Linked DNA regions of Mus musculus: region 2 is linked to region 1. The links are chromatin contacts, called in public Hi-C maps. All regions are on one chromosome and are shown on one strand. Each heading gives the region's core, a stretch centred on a gene start, on an enhancer-like site or on the middle of the called end of the contact. The rest is flanking DNA. Distances are from core to core; before and after follow the strand shown.

Evidence for each region. Hi-C and Micro-C count contacts between places; a contact is called where the count stands out from the background.
Region 2: a contact with region 1 is called in a Hi-C map of liver, with 5 times the contacts expected there. The contact joins two enhancer-like sites. A contact is called at or near these places in 6 of 39 promoter capture datasets (the 3T3-L1 cell line, 3T3-L1-derived adipocytes, embryonic stem cells and 1 more), 1 of 15 datasets of contacts at CTCF or cohesin (the NIH/3T3 cell line), 38 of 484 Hi-C or Micro-C datasets (3T3-L1-derived adipocytes, the AML12 cell line, the C2C12 cell line and 21 more) and 7 of 115 datasets of contacts at active chromatin or transcription factors (bone marrow-derived dendritic cells, embryonic stem cells, hepatocytes and 2 more).

The regions. Positions count from the first base shown.
Region 1 is chr5:91,202,461-91,207,135 of GRCm38.p6, reverse strand. No RefSeq gene overlaps it. Among named protein-coding and RNA genes, the nearest start is that of Gm23092, 13 kb to the left of the region's middle. Within about 2 kb of position 2,370, at least 19 of the 459 cell types and tissues checked have an H3K27ac peak or open chromatin away from gene starts, as enhancers often do. A contact at or near this core is called in hepatocytes and liver, where this site is marked.
Region 2 is chr5:91,290,814-91,294,851 of GRCm38.p6, reverse strand. No RefSeq gene overlaps it. Among named protein-coding and RNA genes, the nearest start is that of Gm19619, 9.8 kb to the right of the region's middle. Within about 2 kb of position 1,536, at least 21 of the 459 cell types and tissues checked have an H3K27ac peak or open chromatin away from gene starts, as enhancers often do. A contact at or near this core is called in hepatocytes and liver, where this site is marked.

The sequences.
Region 1 (4,675 bases), core at 1,121-3,620:
TTTAAGTTTGCTACATGAAAATAGCAATTTGAAGAGATGAAAGTTTAACACATGCTATAAATAGCAGCCGGCACTCTTGTCATTAGAGTTAAGTACAGTGACACACCCACTTCTCTTTCCATTGTCTGTCATTAACTATTATATCTGCAGTGAAACTTGTTTCTAGTACAGTCAGAAGGAACAGTGAAACCATGGAACCATCCAAAGATCCGTGAAAGAATGCATTCTCTTTCCCACGCCAAGAACAAACCTGACTCTCCATGGTTCCTACACACTAAAGCTCCCTGAGCTCTTAGGTTTGGCCTGTACCAACTCATATCCTCTTCCACCTTCCTTGAGATATAAATTTTATAACTTGTCTCATATATAGCAGATATATGGAGATATGATCTCACGGACAGAATAGTCACGGAAAGGCATTGCTTCCTTGAGTTTATGAATGAGTAATTTTTTCTATATTTACAAATCATAAAACTGACTTCTGTGAATATCCAAAGAGCACACCTTATTCTTTTCTAAGCTTCTTCGTTAACCTTAGGAGTGAAGTGCTTTTACAGAAGTCTTCCTTCTGTGCCCTCAAGGTTGAATATTTTTAGAGTTGGCATCTTTTTGTAAGAACTCAGTGGTTATTCTCTAAATATATCTATTTCTAAAGCAGAAAGAATCCTTAAAAAAAACCCTGGCAATGAGAGAGAATTGCCTTATCATACTTATGAAGTGCATGGGTATTTATTTTCACATACATTCTATTGCAACATAATTGCACACAGAAAAATACAGACAACAATATAATAACCACTCACAAGTCATGGCTAGAACTAACCATGCTAACACCTGGGAACACCTGCCACATTTTCTTATAGTTCTTTTCTTCTGTTTCAAGTTATTTTAACATAAAAATCCTAGGTCCAACTGGGAAGTATTTTAGAGTAAGTGCTCAACTGACTTTGTTTCCTATCCTCATGATTGGCATAAAGTTGACGATATGATAGATGTTCAGTAAGTGTTTATTGAATAAGTGAATGATTAAAACCTTTTCTCTCAAAATCAGTCTTCCTTTTTTTACTATGTGTTCTCTTTGGAGTCTCATTGGCTAATAAATGGTCTAATTGTTTCTCCCTTTTTCTTCTTTCCCACAAGGTACACGAATGTCCTGATTATTATTATTCAGCAGCCAGCGGTCCTTGGGTGCTGACTTCTGTTCCTGGCCTCTCTTGTGACCTGAGAGGATGCATCACCCACTATTGGTGGCCATGACTGCTGTTCTACCAAGAGGCCACAGCTTCTTGGCCTCCCTTTTCCATCCCATTACTCTCTGCTTCTCACACTTCTGTGTCCTTCTCAGTCCCAGTCAATAGTTATGGTTTTTGGAGAGCTGACTGCCTGGCAAGGGTATAGAGAGGTGGAAGAGCTCTTAACAGTGCGTTTTCTCGAGAGCAAACATTCCTTAGGAGAAATGTCACACTCATGAGAGGTAAAGGGAAAAAAAGATTTTCCCCTTTTGGTAACTACTTCAAATAAGGCCCCTGCTTTCCACACACATCCATAGCAACTCATGTTTATGCCGAACTCACCACAATACTCATGAGATCTGACTATTTGTTTCACTCTCCAACTACAGGGTGTTGGCAAACAGGGTCTATAGTATTCACCATGGTACTCAACCTCTAGAGTGTTTCAGTGCATCAGTCACTGAGCACAGATTGTAAAACTGAAGAAAGCATGGAGAGCCAGGGCTTCTTCACTGTTTTAATATATTATGAATAGTATCCATCCACAAAGACAAAATACATTTCTCAATATGAGAATAACTTGAGCACCCTGCAGCTCATTACAAATAGCTTTTATTCCATTTAACCTAACATCCAAAAGAGCTAGCCAATAGAACTTGATGGCAGAAACTTAAGACAATATGATGTCCAGGAATATACAACATTTTTTTGTGATTGAAACATAAAGATTTATACCACTTATGCGTATATGTTTACATCATCACAATGTCTTGTTGAGAGAATTTAATAATTAAATATGATTGGCATCTCTGGAGACTGTTTACTGTTATACCCAGATAGGGACATAGCTCCCCTGTAACAAAAATGAAGACTGTTCCTGAAGCAGGAACATCTCAGTCTCCCAGGCAGACAGCCAGATCAAAACCATTATGTCTGGATGTGTGTTTATCCTTGGTTTGCCACCTTAAGACTTATAGCCATAAAGCTACCTTAATGTTCGGGAATGCCCTGTAATGAATTTAAGCTCCAGCACAAGGGAGTTCCCAGAAGAGGTTCCAGACGTGGAGCTGAGCAGAGTCCAGGTCTTTAACACCTGACATATTTTCACACTCTGTCCTCAGAGGGACCTTAAAAGTCAATCATCAACAAAGTCAGGAAGATTTAGTAAGAGCGTAAGAGCTGGATCATGGGTTCATCTGTTCTCCTTTATAGGTGTGCTTTGCTTTTATAAGAGGGAGCATGCGTGTCTGGGGTCTAATTAATGGTTTGTAGCCTAAGGCCTACAAGAAGACTTTGTAAGTTATTGAATCTCTTTGAGCCTAAATTTATTGATTATATAATGGGAAAAAATAACAGACGATAGTACCACACAGATTGTCACGAAGATGAAACCCGTTGCTGTATCTAGAACGGTTGGAGGGTGTTTGGCACCCGAGTGCTAGCTGTTGTTAGCTCTCAGTGGCTATTGCGTCACTGTAACATTCCAGTCCTCTTACGTTATGATTATCCTGGCTTGTGACATTAAGTGGAATAGGGAAGGGAAAAGCACCAGTGCAGAAGGGGTACTGCCTTGTCCCCTAGAGTGATGGAGGTTTTGTAATAAAGTGAAGGAACTGATTTGAGCAGAAATTCCCGTAGAGACTGGAGCACCGGGAGGAACAGGAGCAGCACCCCACCTCAGCTGACAAGGTCCCAAGTGTCCTGGCTACTATAGAAAGTGAGGGACCACTTCACAGGATATTAACCAGTATTAACCCTAGCATAACCAGAAAAAGTCAGGTTTTCTACTCAGTGCTTGATAGTCCTCTAGACTCACCAGTGTGATTAATGATAACTCTAGCCTTTGGCTGGGGGTCTGAAAGCACAAGGCCCAGGCTTTGCTCAGGCCCAGGCTCCCAGGTCTGCTCTAAAACTGCTAAGCCTGAGCTCGCAAAATCAATATAGCCTTCCCAGAGTTGTTCTTACTAGCCTTTTTTTGAAACCTTGATTTGAAATAATTTCTTCTGTTTATTTCTAGAACTTCTGATTTCCTCTTACCTCTCTGGCCTATTCCCTTGCTTAACCACGTTTCTGAGGATCTCCACATCTCTAGTCACTGGGATTCTTCAGCATTTTGTTCTGGATTCCTTCCTTCCTTCCTCTCCCTCTCCCTCTCCCTCTCCCTCTCCCTCTCCCTCTCCCTCTCCCTCTCCCTCTCCCTCTCCCTCTCCCTCTCCCTCTCCCTCTCCCTCTCCCTCTCCCTCCCCCTCCCCCTCCCCCTCCCCCTCTCCCTCCCCCTCCCCCTCTCCCTCCCCCTCCCCCTCTCCCTCTCCTTCCCCCTCCCCTCCCCTCCCCCTCCCCCCTCTCCCTCCTTTCTTTCTGTCTCTGTGTGACTCTCTGTCTCAATCTGTCTCTGTCTATCTTTATCTGTATCTGTCTGTCTCTCTGTCTCTCTTGCTGCATATATTTAGTCTATCCTTTAGATTGTAAACTCTGTGTAAATGACAGATCTTACATGAGTCTTCATTGGTATTTTTACCATAAGAATTCATTCACTTCCTGACTGACTGCCACATGTGGCTATTTCTAACCTAGCAAGTGCATAAGCTGGCTTTAAATCTCTCTATTAGCCAGACACGGTGGAGCACAACCTCAGCAGAGGCAGAAGCAGGCAAATCTCCATGAGTTGGAGGTTATTGTGGAATACACAGTAAATTCCAGGATATCCAGAGCTCAAAAATTGAATGAATGAATAAATGAACATGTCCCTACTTATTTCTCTTTTCTGTTATTCTAATCTTAAAGAAAGGCAAGAGAAACCCAGAACTTCACCTTAATAAGTTCTTTCTTAAGGTCTGCTTCCAGGAACTCTCTAGACTATATACTGCTACCGTCACAAAGTGGAGCTTTCCACCTATGGCTCTCTCCGCTTCTTGATTTCAGTGTGGATGATACCTTGTAAATGTCTATGTTAATTCAAAATAGTGACTTGACTCATAAACCGAATCCTCAAGAAAGCCAGTGGCTGCTTTTATGTTCCCATTTCCACCCCCATTAATGGGCTGAGAGAGTGGTTCAGATGCTGGTTTCTCTTACTTCTCCAGTGTTTTCTACTCAGCGTGCTCTCTCTGCAACCCTCTTCCTTTCTCCTCCGTCATCCACACACATCCACATCACGTGACTTCAGCATCATTCAACACTCTGCCACCCACAGTGTTTCAACATGGGATTCCTCTCTCTGTCTGTAATCCTCTCTTCTCCCACCTCTTCCAGTTCCTGATACCTATAGTGGTTGCTCCTTAGCCTCATCAAAGCTTCCAGCCACCTGCCTCCTCTTTAGCTGGAATTCCAGCACTCCTTTTCTGGAAGCAATAAGCTCTGTACAGCCAAGAGTTCCCATACACCAGTCGTGCGTGCCGATCTTACAAGAGTCGGAGTGAGGACTGTGAGCCATAAAACACAAT
Region 2 (4,038 bases), core at 287-2,786, 89 kb before region 1:
TAAAACAGATTTCAAAGATCATTGCTTGGGAATGACGGATCTGCACCGCCAGTCACTTCTCAGGGTTTACATTCGGACTGCCTCTGATGATTGATTGACATTTTAGGGGCATCAGATCTTTAGGATTATGGCTTGATTTTCTACTTCTTGCCTTTTCCCAAAGGACTGGTTTGGAAAGATCAAATATTTCAAGATAACTCTGATACCGGTTGAATATAATTCGAAAATGAATTTCAGATAGACAGGTTTGTTCTGTGATAAGCAGATGTACATCACGGTGACATAATTGCTTTGGCACACATCCTTCTTCTACAGTCTTCCTTCTAGCCAGGTCTCTTAACATGTATGGGCCAATCTATTGCAGTGGCGAGACCCCCTCTTTCCTTCCCTTCATCTCAAGGTATTTCCTTAGTGCCCAAAACCATGGTCAGAAAGCTACAAAGGTGATACTTTCTTAAAAAGCTAGAATTTGGAGTGGGTGGGTTCCTGGTGGCTTAGTTTCAAGTTCATGCTACCTGGCTATAATTAAATCTTTTCTTCTTCTATATCTGATCAAGCCCTGCACCTTGCCTCACAACTCCAATTCATTTGTGTCTCCTCACTGTCCCAGCATGAAAACCCTGGTTTAATCCCAATCTTCCATACTTGACTTTACACTGGAGCTCAGGAACACAGGCAACTAGACTATACCCTACGGATGGATCTCTGACTACTGAACTAAATTCCTAAATTAGGTTAAGGATCCAGCTGTGTGATAGTAATACAGAGTGATCCGGGCCTGGACAAAATAGCATCCAGTGTGAGACAAGATGTGCCAAAGATCCATTTTAAGTTAAGAAAGCCCCTCCTGGAATGGGTGGGCAAATGGAAGTGCTCAGAGAGGAACTGGTGTGCTGAGCGGAAGGAGGGTAGGCTAAGTTCAGCCTCAAGACACACAACAGGATTCAGTACCTTTGCTCTTTTTTGGAGAAGAATTAGGTTTTGGATCTGATATTTCCTTTTAGAACCGTAAATTCCTTTCTACATTTCTCTGCACAATGAAAGTCCAATGAAAGACTGAGGAATGAGGACTCAGAAACCTGCTCCTTTAAAATATCTTACTCACTTTGGCAAGGAATGAAAGGCAGATAAGTTGATACATATATTCAATCAGTGTATATGACTTGCCATAATCCCACTGGATGAAGACAGAGATTCAAGTTAAGAACTGAAGTTGTACTTAGTAGAAGGCAAATGGATATTTACGGAGAAGCAGGTGTGCACACTGAGGAGGTCTTTTTTTTTCTTTTCTGGCAGTCTTATATCTAAGTCAGCATCCTGTAATAAGGAAGAGCTTAGCATCAGATCACAAGAGGACCAGCCAACCTCACAAGGTTTATTGCCAGCTCAGGTGCATGTGACTGTCATTATTTTTCACATATGAACAGGTTTCCGTCCTAAGAGCAGAAATTGTGACTATCTGTCCCTGCAAATACTTGCCAACCAGTCCAGAGGTGACCTGTGAGCTTCCTTTCTACCTGTTTCATCACTCAGGAGAATCATTTACCAAATAGGAGGTGGCCCAGCTTTGTGCATGCCTTGGGAAGGTGACTTCAGAGAACACAGAGAACCTGAGCAATAATTTTTACTGCTTTAGGTTTTCCATAGCTGTCACGAGGCAGTGGGGTAATTAGCGGTCAAACTCTTCAGTGTAGCAGTCCTCTCGGAAAGTCCTTAGGTCAGATCATTTTTCCAGGTCAGGTCACTTCTCCTGAGACTCTGGAAAGCCCAGTCTCACTGGCGGAAATGAGGAGGGGAGTACATTGTGCAGTTAACATTAGCTTCCTCTGGGCATTACCCTGTCTTGTACCTCCAAGTCTGTGTACGACCAGGTCACCCAGAAGAGGCACATAAACTTCTAAGAGGCACATAAGCAGCATATTTCTAGATCTTTATTCCATTCCATTCTTTCACTGAACAATTTAAAAAGCAGCTATTTTTTTTTATACTCTGTATATAACAACTTTAAAAACTGAAAGCAACTCTGGAGATTCATCTCCAAAGCTTATTAGAAAACATTTCTGTCTTTGTGATTTTACCCCAATTCTAGGCTGAGTTTTAGACATATGTGGAATCTGATCGTGGAAAGCAAGCAGATCCCACGGTGTCACACATCTGTCCTTATTACTTAGCCATAAGGATAAACAAATCAATGCAATGAGAGAGATAACGTGGGACAGATTAAGAATGATTATGTTCATTAAAACATTAAAGTCAAGGAACTTTAGTTAGTTTTTACTTTGCATCTTTGTAGGGTTTAAAGTTATCTGTGATGATTCTTAGCTCTAAGACTTCCCTTTTGTGATCTAAGGGGACCTGGAGTTACCCATGTCACAGTGCGCACAGCGATCATTCACTATTTAATCCAGACTGGGCTAAGACCTGTTTTACCAGGCGAATTGTGTATTCATCTGAGGTTTGGAAGAAAACAGGAAATGAACTTGGATTCTATCTTTAATTTAGGAAAAAGACTTTTTCAACTAAAAAATAAATATTAAGATGTCATTTAAAACAGTCCTTGGAAGAAATGATGAACAGAAATATCTGTAACCCTGAGCAGGGGTAGTTTTAGGTGAAGTCAAGCAGCACGAATCCAGGGACGGGAAAGCAGTGAGAAGAACTGCACAGCACAGGAAGAGCATGAGAAACGAAGGAGGCAAATCACCGGCCTGTGGAGACTGGGGGGCTGGGCGGAGGATTGCAGCTATACCTGGGAAATAATAGTTTGATTAACTATGAAGAGAATGATAGTTTAGAAATAATTTAACACCTAACTAAAGAAGATAGCACAACATGTATAACATCACGGTCATCAGGCCACTCGTATTACAGGATGTGTCACTGAAGATCTCAGAATTAGGAGTCCAGCAATGCCAAATGACCGTAATGATGTAGTCAGTTTTAGTGAACAGTTTGGAAGTTCATTTTATTCATACATATTTACCACAAGACCAAATATTACTGAGAGATTTTCCAGGGGTAAAGGCAACAGATGGAAATCAGTTGATGCCAGGACAGGGGAAGGCAGTTTTCTTCAGTGGAGTTACAGTGGGACATATCAACCTTAACCCTAGGCAGGCCTGATGCTCAGGAGTAGTCCCAACACAAACTGGAATCCACTGTTCTATTTTCATTTATGTGTGGGTTTTTTCTCTTAAGAATGATCTAGAACATGGAGTTGGGTAGGTAGAGAGGTGGGGAGGGTCTGGAAGGAGTTGGGGGAAGGGAAGCTAAATGACAGAAATATATTTATGGAACTCTCAAAGAATAAATTTTAAAAACATGATTTCAAAATAAGCTAAATGAACTTATGAAGAGCCATCCAGGGACAGTGTACAAACATATGAAAGTTATTCATAGGATATGTCTATAATGACATATGACTGGGTAGTAAGAAGAAGAGCTATACATTAGCAGGCACACGGACAAATGCATCATTGTGCTGCTTGGAAGATACAAGAGGCAAAAGACTGCGTGTATCTGATCATCTGCACGAGATCCTTGCAAATGGGACAGAATAGGAATGAAAGAAACCAGATCACTGTTTGACAGGGACCAGGAAAAAGGGGGAGGAGTCATTGGGGATAAGGATGCATTTTTATTACAGTCATTATAAGACATATATGTAGGCCAGAACTCATCAACCGTACATTTACAGACATTTGCAACTGTACAGTACAAAAGCACTTATATAAAATTGCTGAGAAAAGTGTAAGCTTGTGTGACAATATCATCCATAAAGGGCCCTTCCCTCCTCCTCGGCCCATTACATGACTTCAGTCAGGTTGTTTCTCTTTCCAACACCACACCATTGTCATAACCATATGTATCAGCTTGAATCAATTAAAATTGAATGAAAAATAAAATTTAGTTTTTCAGTTAGACTGGCCTCATTTCTAGACCTGAATAGTACAGATGACTAGAGGTGACGACCACCAGAGGCAGTTCTAGGGAGTCAATATCCTCTCATAGAAACTGGCAGCCCTGGCCTGGAGGAAC